Linked DNA regions of Oryctolagus cuniculus: region 1 is linked to region 2. Evidence: chromatin contacts called from public Hi-C data. All regions are on one chromosome and are shown on one strand. Each heading gives the region's core, a stretch centred on a gene start, on an enhancer-like site or on the middle of the called end of the contact. The rest is flanking DNA. Distances are from core to core; before and after follow the strand shown.

Region 1 (4,684 bases), core at 1,987-4,486, 84 kb before region 2:
TGGTGCTCGTCTCCAGGAAGCTTGTGGTCACTTTGTGGTCACTGATTTCCAGCTCTGTCTTGGTGCCTCCTCTGCTCTGGTCTAGACCTGGGACTCCACCTGCGGTTATTAGGGGTTTGACAGCCAGCATGATTCTTCACCAGCTACTACTCCCATTGATGATAAAGCTCACCTATTTAATATCATACACTGAAACAGGAAAACATCTGGGGATACAAGTGAATTTGGCTAATAATTCACCATTTTGTTTGAAACTAGAAATCAATCTGCCTTCTTCTGGGACAGCCTTAGTTATCCTAGCTGGTGATTATGAAATTAAGAAACATTTTCCTATGTGAATCCCTAATAGGTGTTATCCTTAATTTTTAAAGCAACAACCAAAAAAAAAAAAAAAAATCAAACATTAATTAGAATTAAAAAATAAAAGAATGCCCAGCCCCAGTGACATTGCTAAAGAAAGTTGAAATGTCTTTATATGAAAGTTCAAAATTCTTACCTGTTTAGATGTGAGCTTTATAAGAGAACCCTCATAGCCCTGAAAAGAAAGAAAAACCAAGTTTAGACCAAAAAGGAGTACAGGGGCGAGGGGGAGAATAATTGTAATACTACTTTGCTTAACTAAAAATAAGACCTTTATAACTATAAACTACCAAAATATTCTCACACAGGCTTCCAAAGTTAACTAGGCAGGCAATCCCACTCCCTCAGCACATGCACGTCCCTGTTTGCACACTAGGGCCTAGAAGACAGCAAGCCCGGAAATGTATCTGTTTCTCTTCCTTGCATTCTTTCATGAAATTATGCAATGGTAGGAACAAGGGTGTGCTTGTCTACAGTAGGTCTTTGTTTTTTCTTGGTCTAGATAATAATGGGGACCTCATAGAACTGGGAGAGGGAAGAGGATAAATTTAATAAGATAGCAAGGTCAGAGCATGCTTGACTCGGGCTATACAATGAAACATCAGGCATAAACCAAGTCGTTTCATTCCAGCCGCCAGCAAAGGTTAAGCAGGCGGTGATCACAGCACCGCGTGGAGTTCTTTTGTGCACACACTGAAGCCGCCAACTTTCACGGCGGCATTCTGATGGGGACCTGGGAAACTTCCCTGTTGGGTTTTTCAACTCCAGCCCCTCCTCAAGGAAGCTGGGAACACTCAGTGCCCCTTCATTCTCTTGTTTCTCGCCTCACCCCTACTGGATCCTCAGGGTAAGGGTAACACACACGTGTGTTTCTTTCGGAACTTGAGCAAAGCCTGCTGGCTGGCACTGATGGATGACCCAGGAGGAGAAAACAGCACTGCTCGCATCAGCCCAGGGAGAGATTTGCAGGCTGGGGTCAGGCCGCAGGGACTTTAATTAAAAGAAGGTTGCTAGGAATGTACCAGGGTCCTGACTTTAGCACTGAGGTTTCTGGGCAGGATGCTGGCACTGATTCATCCTCACATCTCCCGAGCAGAGAACCATGTCACCAATTAGCTACTATAAACATTTTGCCTCAGAGGCCTTGAGCTGTCCCGGCTAGAGGCGTGATTCACAGCCTTGCCTCTTCCTTTGCTCAAGGTGCTCTCTCTTGCAAAGACCTGAGGTTCTAAATCCCCGAAGGCCTCAAAGGCACAGGACAAACAGTCCTGTGAAACACTCCAGTGAAATACCGGCTGGCTTTCTCAAGGAACACACAGCCTAGCAGTGCCTGGCGTCATAGTTCAGACTGTGAGGTGCAGTCAGATTGCCTGAGTTTGAATCCCAGCCCCATCACTTACGATGCGTGTACACATGAGTGTGATTTATTCAACTGCTCCAAATTTTCAATTCCTTATTTAAAAAAAGGGAGGGAGGGGCGCTAACGCACTTCCAAGGACTGTGATGATACATTAGAGAATCTGTAAGGGGCTTGTTAGCTCCATCTCTGACCCTTTCTCTGCGTAACAGCGTAACAGTATTTTGTCAGTTGAGATTAGCAATTATTTTTACAATGAGCTGTCCTCATCCTACACAGAAAGCTGTCCCTTTTGTAACACTGCAACCCTGCAGAAGAGACAGTAAATTCTCAAAGTTGGCACTTTCTCCACAACACTCTGCCTCTCCCACTTCCTCTGCGTGTTTATTCCTTCTGCTTCCTGCTGTGAGGTCACCAGTTTCGTTGCATTGAGGGGACGGCCATGAGAACAGAGCTGCAGCTCTTTCTTGGAAAGTTAGACGTCCTACATGTGCCTCCTTTCCGACGCAAGCACCTGCACCTGTCCCATCCCAGTGTCTCCTGAGACTGAACCCATCCCGCCTCACTCACAGGGGTCCTGCTTCAATCAAGATGGCTCACAAGCCAGAAATCAAGGCTGCCCAGCACCTACTCATAAAGGTGGCCGATGTCACGCACCACTGCTGACATACCCACTCTGAGCAACCCAGAGATCCCGACACAGGTCCCCAGGTCATGAGACTGCTGCCTAGGCCACTTCCCGAGCAGTTCCAGCCTTCTCCTGTGCCTCAAGGTTTCCCTATGGAAGCCCTCTCTCCTTCTCCCCTGCTGTACTGTTGCCCAATTTCTTGTTACGGTTGAACGCCAGTAACATCTAATATCTCTACAGTGATTTTATTTCCATAGTCAAAAAGGACAGCCAACTGCATTGAAGACTTTATCTGACAGTAGAACACATTCCTCTCAACCTCTTTGAGATTTTATCTTACTTTGAAACTTAGGACACTCTTGTCCTGACAACAACAACAGTGGTCAGGTTAACGCAGGGTACAGAGGACTACATATGTCCAGCCTTCTAAAAACATCATCCTGCAAAGTGCTTCCTCCAACATTCCATTTCCCTCCCCCGCAAAGCCTCAACGAAGCATTAACACTTGGTCTTTTTGCTTCCTTTGACGGTTGTTTAAACATAGCAAAGGTACCTTGAACGGTCTGAAAAGCAGATAGAGTTCTCGAGGTTTGATATCCAGAGGGAGACCGCTGACAAATAGGGTTCGGACCTGGAAAAATAAATTTAACAAGTGAGCAAGGCCAAGGGCAATTCAGGGGATGGCTTTCACCCGCAACCTTAAAAACGGTTCCCTCCCAATATTCTGACTCCTGCCAAAGTCATGCTCTTTCCTTGACACGTGCAATACTGTCATGTTAAGATGCCACTGAGCTAATCCTCAAGTATTTTTATGTAGATTATTTGGAGAGAATTATGCCTGGCTGACTGCAATTTACAAACTCATTTCCCCTCCCCGACCCGGCCCCTGCCCAGTTCTAGAAACCTAGGGGGAGGGAAGGTTCCACATAATCTAAATATTAGCTTAGGAAAAAATGTCAGGAGGACAGTGAGTCTTCCCACTCGGCTGCCCTGACAATACAGCCACATAATGTAATGTATCCAAAAATAAAATCAGAACAATTGTTCTCTGCTGTTTGCCTTATCACTCCTTTCCTCATTGAGCATGAATCACAATCCCAACAAAAGTGAAAGTAAAGTCAAACATATCTAAGCAACAGCCAAAATGTGTAACATTCTACTTGCTATAACTTTCTACTTACAAAAATAACTCCCACTGCACTCTTCTGTGGCACAACCAACACACACACACACACACACACACACACATACGATTACTACATACAAGGTGCTTGCTAGGTGCCACTGACTAAAGTCACTCCAGAAATGCATGTAAATTGATACAGTGCAAGGCACAGGGCACAGACTACGTGCTTAGTGTTGAGTCAGCTACAGAATACGGGTGACACACTTCTGGCCGAGACAATCAGAGAAAACACCTTGCTATCTGCATGGGAACTTAAAGGCTGAGTAGCATTTTACCCAGACAGGGAACAAAGGTGATGAGGTGGGGTAGGGAAGAAGCACAGAGGCAGGAAGGCAGGCACAGCACGGTGCATTCTTCGCACAAGGTGAGTCAAAGCCCAGCCAGAAGCTTACAGGGCAAAAACTAGGGACCTGATGTTGATTCCGTGGGCAAGGATTAGCCACTGAATTAACACCACCGCGTTCTCCATTCCTCTTTTTCTCAATTCAGGCTGAGTTCCTCATTAGAAATCATCTTAACTCTTTTAAAAGGCATCTCAATGATAAACCATGTAAAAATATAGTTTTTCCTCAGTGAGAAATAGGGAGAATTTTTTTTTTTAAATTCTCAACATTTCCTATTGATTTTAACTGTAAAGAAGCACAAATCAGCAAGCAAGGCCCTTTTATTAATCTCTGGTCAAACACCATGTCATTTGCATGTAGGTGTTAATTAACAACAGCCCTGGAATTCTGAATGGTTTACTATTTATTTACATGAAAGTATCTCAAAATGTTTGTGCAGGGGCAGGCATTAGGCCTACCAGTTCAGAAGTCCACGTTCCACATGGAGGGCCATTGGATTTTTAAATGGACTTGAAATTCATGCACAGTTATTTCATAACATGCATTTTCCATGAACTTTTTGAAAATCCAGCACATGCATGGAATTCCATCTTCTTTTAAAACTAGACTTACTCTGAGTATTGATTTCTACCATAGTCCGTTTATGTAGCTGTTTGTTTACTTTAACCTACTTGAAAGGTACAGTGAGAGAGACAGACACAGAGAACTCTCCTTCCAAAACCACGCCAACAGCCGACACTGGGCCAGGCAGAAGCCAGGAGGCTGGAACTCCACCCAGGTCTCCTGGAGGAGCAGCGGGAGTCCGAGCC
Region 2 (5,351 bases), core at 818-3,317:
CGCCTTTCCCACCCGGAAAGGAACGCTGCTGGGGAAACTAGAAGCAATGCCTGCGACTTGGATGGCCTCTGATCACAGGGACCCACAACCTCGCGATAACCGAGCCCATCCAGGCAAATCCTGGCGGCAGTTCACCTGGCATGGGTCAAGAGAAAAATCTGACTTCTGTCGTCCATTCGATTTTAAGTTAATTGGATATGGTTTTCGAGACACCTGAGCCCATTTTGCTACTACCAAAAGAAAAAGAAAAAAATCTGCAGTCTGATGAACTTTCTCTTAACTACAAGTTTCCTCAACTGGTTAACAGAGAAAGATTGTTTCACAAGATACACTCTCACACTTAGGAGCGGCCAGATTGCCACTCTAAGTGGAACAGAAAGGTTTCTGAAGCAATGATTCTCTTGACGGGTTAAGTGAATTAGCTGCACATGCCAATTCCTGAAAATGCAAATTTGCCATCATTTTTCAGTTTTTAAAGGACAGGGAAAATAAACTAAACAGTAGAGAAGCCAGAAAGTGGAATTTGGAATTCCAGCCTTGGTGTCTTTTTAAAAGCACTGTCACGAGTAGTCCTACATTTGCAGGCACCAAACAAGAAGGGGCAAACAGCTTTTCAAAATAAAGCTTTGTCATAAAACAGGCGATTTCCTCCAGGAGCCAATTCTCAGCTTACTAACTCACCCAGGTGACAACGCTGCTCCACGGCGCTACCTTTTGCATTGTTTTGCATGGTCTTCGCCTGTCTCTCCTATTTAATTAAATAGCTCCAATTTTACACGTGGACGACTTAAAAGGGCTGAGGGATTCCTGCACGAGGTCCACTTCCAACTCTCGGGCCCGGCGCTGCGGCACCGCCTCGCCGCCCGCGCGCACCGCACGCTCTCTGGCTCCCGCACACACGCGCGCGAGCTCTTGGCGGAAGGCTGAGAGCCCCAACTTCGAGGGAACTCAGCAAGTGAGCGGAGGCACTGTTTCTGGGGCTGCGGGAACAGTCATTTGAGAAACCCCACAATCATCCCCTAACTACGGAGTTCTGGAACGTGCGTCCCGCACACCCCTTCCCCACACTTCCTCGGCTTCGCGTTTGCCAAAGGCAAGTGCCCCCCAACTGCAAGCTGTCTCCCCTCCAGGATCCCGGACGCACAACCCAAATCAAAGTCCTACCGCAGCGTCCTGGCCAGCATTCCGGGAGCGACGCTTTCGGCCCCTCTCATTCTGCTCCCCACATCCACACCCCGCCCCCGAAGTCTACCACAGCCCGGGGTTCGGGGGTTCCCGCCTCGCGGGCGGCGAGTTATCGATGAATCCACACACGCCCCGGCTCCGGAGAGACTTGGCCAAGAACTTTTCACACCGGCGCCAGCGCCAGCCCCTAACAGAGCTTCTCCCCAACTCCTTCCCAAAGCCGCCCGCACGCACGCACACAGACACACGCACTCCCTCCCGCCGGCTTCCAGCCCCTGGCGCTCAGAGAAGCCCTGACCCTCGGGTCCCAGTAACCTGAGGTCACCCAGGAGTCAGCTCTCGATTCCGCTTTTAAAATCCCGGGCACACAAAGCCGAGCATTCTACTTGGAGGGTGTCTCCGCAAAGTTCTGCAAGTCACGCAGCGCAGGGTGCGCGGACACCCCCAGAACCCGCGCCCTGGAGACGCACCCAGCCGGGGCCACGGCGCGCCGGCCCCCGGACGCGCCCCGCCGCCCGCCCGGGCCACCGCTACCTCTTCCTCCTGGAGGTTGGCCTCGCTCGGGGTGTTCTCCTTCTCGGCTTTGCCGCCGTTGTTCATCTTCCCGGTCCTTCGTCGCCGGGCAGGGCTGGGGCGCGGGGCTGGGCGAGGGCGCGCTCGCCCGCTTCTGCCTTCCCCGGGGCGCCGGGGCTGCCTCGGGCGGGCGCCGCGGGGCTGCGAAGGCTCGGGCTGGGCTCCCGCGGCGCGCAGACGACGGCGGCGGGCGACTCGGGGAGGAAGTGCGGGCAGGGCGCGGGCGCGGGCCGGCCGAGCGGGGCGCGGAGACAATCGCGACCGGGAGGGAGACCTGGGGCGGGAGGGCGGGCGCGAGGGAAGGAAGGAAGGGAGGGAGGGAGGAAGAGAGGATGGGGCGAGGGCGCGCGTCCCAGGAGTGAGCGCGGAGAGCTGGGGCTGGGGGCTGCCGCTGCCGGAGCAGAGCGAGGCTGGAAGGAAGGGATGGGGCGGCCGGAGAGGAGGAGGAGGAGGAGGAGGCGCCGGCCGCGGCTGGGACGCTGGGACGCGGAGAGCCGCTGGCTGCGCGCTCCTGGCCGGCTTTGGGAAGTCCGAGTCCGCTGCAGCTCCTTTCTCTCGCCTCCCTCCCTCCCCTCTCCGCTCTCCCCTCCCTCTCCGCCTCCCTCCGCCCTCCCTGGACGTGGGCTGCCGCCGTCAGCCCGCAGGGACGGGACGGGGGCCGCCGAAGCCCCCCGGCGGGAGGAGGGGCCGCGGAGTCGGCGCGGCCCGGGCCGGATGGCGCGCGCCGGGGAGGGGCGGCGGCGCGGAGCGGAAGCGGCCGACCCCGGCCCCGGCTCGACGGCAGAGCGAGGGCCGGGCGGGCTGAGCAAGGGAGGCTGGAGAGCCGGGTCCCCGGGCGCACGCGGCGTCCCCCGCGCCCCGGCTCGGAGAGGGGGCTTCGGGGAGCCGGGCCCTGGCCGTGCGCGGACCGGGGGCTGGGATGTGCCACTTTTGTTTGCCTGCTTTCCACGAGGGAGCTGCGCGCCCCCGGGCTCCTCGCCGGTAGGGGCTGAGACGCGGGTCGCGCCCTCGGGGCGAGGGCTTGGAGGCCCGGGACGGAGGAACGCCGGGGACAGCCGGGCCCCCGTGAGCCCCCCGCGAGCCCCCCGCCGGCCCGCTCTGGAGTTGATTGTTCACCTGGCCTCTCTTTGGGGAGCGCCTTCCTGGCAAAGGAGACCGAGCCCTGTTTATCCGGCTAATCCCGCGGCTGTTTAAATGAGCCCCCCGGCACACAGTGGGCACTTTTCTAAACGAGTCTTGGCAGGCAGCCCTGGAGGGTCAAGGCATTCGGGCAAAGCGAGGCGCCCGCCTAGTGTTCCCGCCGCGCCTCTGGGGGACTGCCTACTTTATTTTCTCGTCCGTGAAATGGGTGCAGTTACCCCGGAGTGTGGGGGGCACGCCTCACACCCTCCTGCCCGCTGTAGGCTTACAACATGGATGCTAACATCATTATGAAGAAAATTTCCATTTCTTCTGGGCCTGGAGCCTTTTGTCTTATGGGTCCAGTTATGCGTCTAAACTTGACTGCTACAAATGTATAACCTTACAACTCGCAACTAGTTCGTTCAGCGCCGCCTCCCGCTCCCAGGAATTCCTTCCTGCACAGCACCTATCACAGTTTCTATTTATTGACTGGCCTGCCCTTTATCTTGCCTCCCCTCCCCCCTCCAGAGCTTATACAGCTTTGAGTGCTGGTGGGGGTGGGGGTGACAGCAGAAGATAAGACCCTGCCTGTAGGGAGCTGAAAATGGAGTTGTGGAGACCAGATACCAGGAACAACTCCAAAGCAACAACATCCTGGCAGAGCACAAACATCTTTTGCTTTAAGGGGATCAGGAAGGGCCATTCAATAATCTTCTTGGATTTACAAGAGAGTTTCACAAAGTTCATGGAAAATGCTTACTATGAAAAAAAACTATGCATGAATTTCCAACCCCCCCCCCAATTTTTTGCAGCCTGGTAAATGTATATTTTCATTCCATCTTTCCATGAGCTTTTTTGAAATACCATGGTATGTACCGGGTTTGTTCTTTGAGGTCTGCAGATTTTGAAAGAAAAGTTTTCTATCCGGGAAAAAAAAAAGTTTTTCTCTAACTGCTGCCACGGTGTCACCGATCTCTCTGGGAATGAAGGTGCATTGCACATCGATGAGAATAACCTAGGAGGAGGCTGTTGAAGCCGCAGCTGAAGATGTTCCGAGGGGCGAGGCTACGGGGAGTCCGGAAGCTGTGTCTGCCTTCTGATGTGTTGGCCTGGGCTGGCAGCCCTGTCCGCGGCCTGCTCCTCCCTCAGTTAGAGGAGGAACCACGAGGGGGCGATATCTTCCTGAGCAATAGTTGAGCGGTGGTCTTGGGCCCTGTGCCCTTCTCCACTCTTGCCTGTGACAGAACCAAACCCCCTTTTGCTGAGCCTGACAAACCCCAAGGAAAGTGACGATTAAGCCGGTCCTTGATGTCTCCAGCCAGGCCTCACTTCGGAGAAGGTGGGTTATGTTGTATGACTTCAGGATCCTGGGGGACCCCCCCCCCCAACCCAGCGAAGTGTGGCTCCCTCCCAAACTCAGAGACTGCTGCTCCTATCTTCAAGCCAAACCAGGACTTTGTCCATTGTTGAGGTCAGAAATCTCTGGGATAAGAAACAAAACATTTCTAGGAGTTGTTTTGTTTTTTTGACAGGCAGAGTGGACAATGAGAGAGAGAGAGAGAAAGGTCTTCCCTTACCGTTGGTTCACCTTCCAATGGCCGCTGCGGATGGCAGGAGCCAGGTGCTTCTCCTGGTCTCCCATGGGGTGCAGGGCCCAAGCACTTGGGCCATCCTCCACTGCACTCCCTGGCCACAGCAGAGAGCTGGCCTGGAAGAGGGGTAACCGGGACAGAATCCGGCACCCCGACCGGGACTAGAACCCGGTGTGCTGGCGCCGCAAGGCAGAGGATTAGCCTAGTGAGCCGCGGCGCCAGCCTCTAGGAGTTCTAGGAGGGGATCCTTCTCTGGCTTGTATTGGCTTCCCAGCATCTAGACAGTGCCTATCACATAGTAGGCACTCTGCTGTTTTTGAATGAATGAGCTCCTATTAAATCGTATCTGCCATTGATTTGTAGGCTTGAGTGATGAGGGACCCTTCCAAGATCCCCTAGGAAAGACTGGGTTAGTGGTGGCATCTTAGACCAGAGAAGAAACTCAAGCGACCTAGCGGGGTTGTTAGGTTGCCCTCATTATTGAAGAGAGGGGAGGTGGAGACCTTGTGCACGCTGGGGGACAACTGATGAGATCTTAAGAACTCAAATAATAGAAGCCCCCATTGTTCTGACATTTCAGCAAAGCAGAGTTCACCTGCAGGTCCTACAGTCCGTGGTGAGAGTGCAATCCACCGTGCTTCCAGAACAGCCTATGTGGATGGGAAAAAATGCCAGGAAAAGGCGGATTTCTGTTTTCTGTCCTTTCCGTGAAGAACGGTTTGGACTTATTTGGAAGAACAATCGGGTAATATATTACCAACAAAACCCAAGGAAAATCTATAAACAGGGTTTCACTATTTATAAAACCTTGTGTGACTGAGGGGAGGCGGGGGGAGGGACCCTCGGTCAGGACATAAATGATTTTTATGACTTGTTTAC

What was found. Hi-C and Micro-C count contacts between places; a contact is called where the count stands out from the background.
Region 1: a contact with region 2 is called in a Hi-C map of embryonic fibroblasts, with 2.5 times the contacts expected there. The contact joins the enhancer-like site here to the promoter of RBPMS in region 2.

What each region holds. Positions count from the first base shown.
Region 1 is chr2:80,509,248-80,513,931 of mOryCun1.1, reverse strand. RBPMS (RNA binding protein, mRNA processing factor) reads right to left here. Exons shown (of 8, transcript XR_007918162.2): 2 at 2,899-2,976; 3 at 497-535. Among named protein-coding and RNA genes, the nearest start is that of RBPMS, 84 kb to the right of the region's middle. Within about 2 kb of position 3,236, at least 2 of the 8 cell types and tissues checked have an H3K27ac peak or open chromatin away from gene starts, as enhancers often do.
Region 2 is chr2:80,423,890-80,429,240 of mOryCun1.1, reverse strand. It overlaps RBPMS (RNA binding protein, mRNA processing factor), which reads right to left and starts at 2,067. Exons shown (of 8, transcript XR_007918162.2): 1 at 1,720-2,067. It overlaps LOC138848503 (collagen alpha-2(I) chain-like), which reads left to right and starts at 2,182. Exons shown (of 2, transcript XM_070068518.1): 1 at 2,182-5,351. The coding sequence starts at 2,182. The coding sequence ends at 2,952.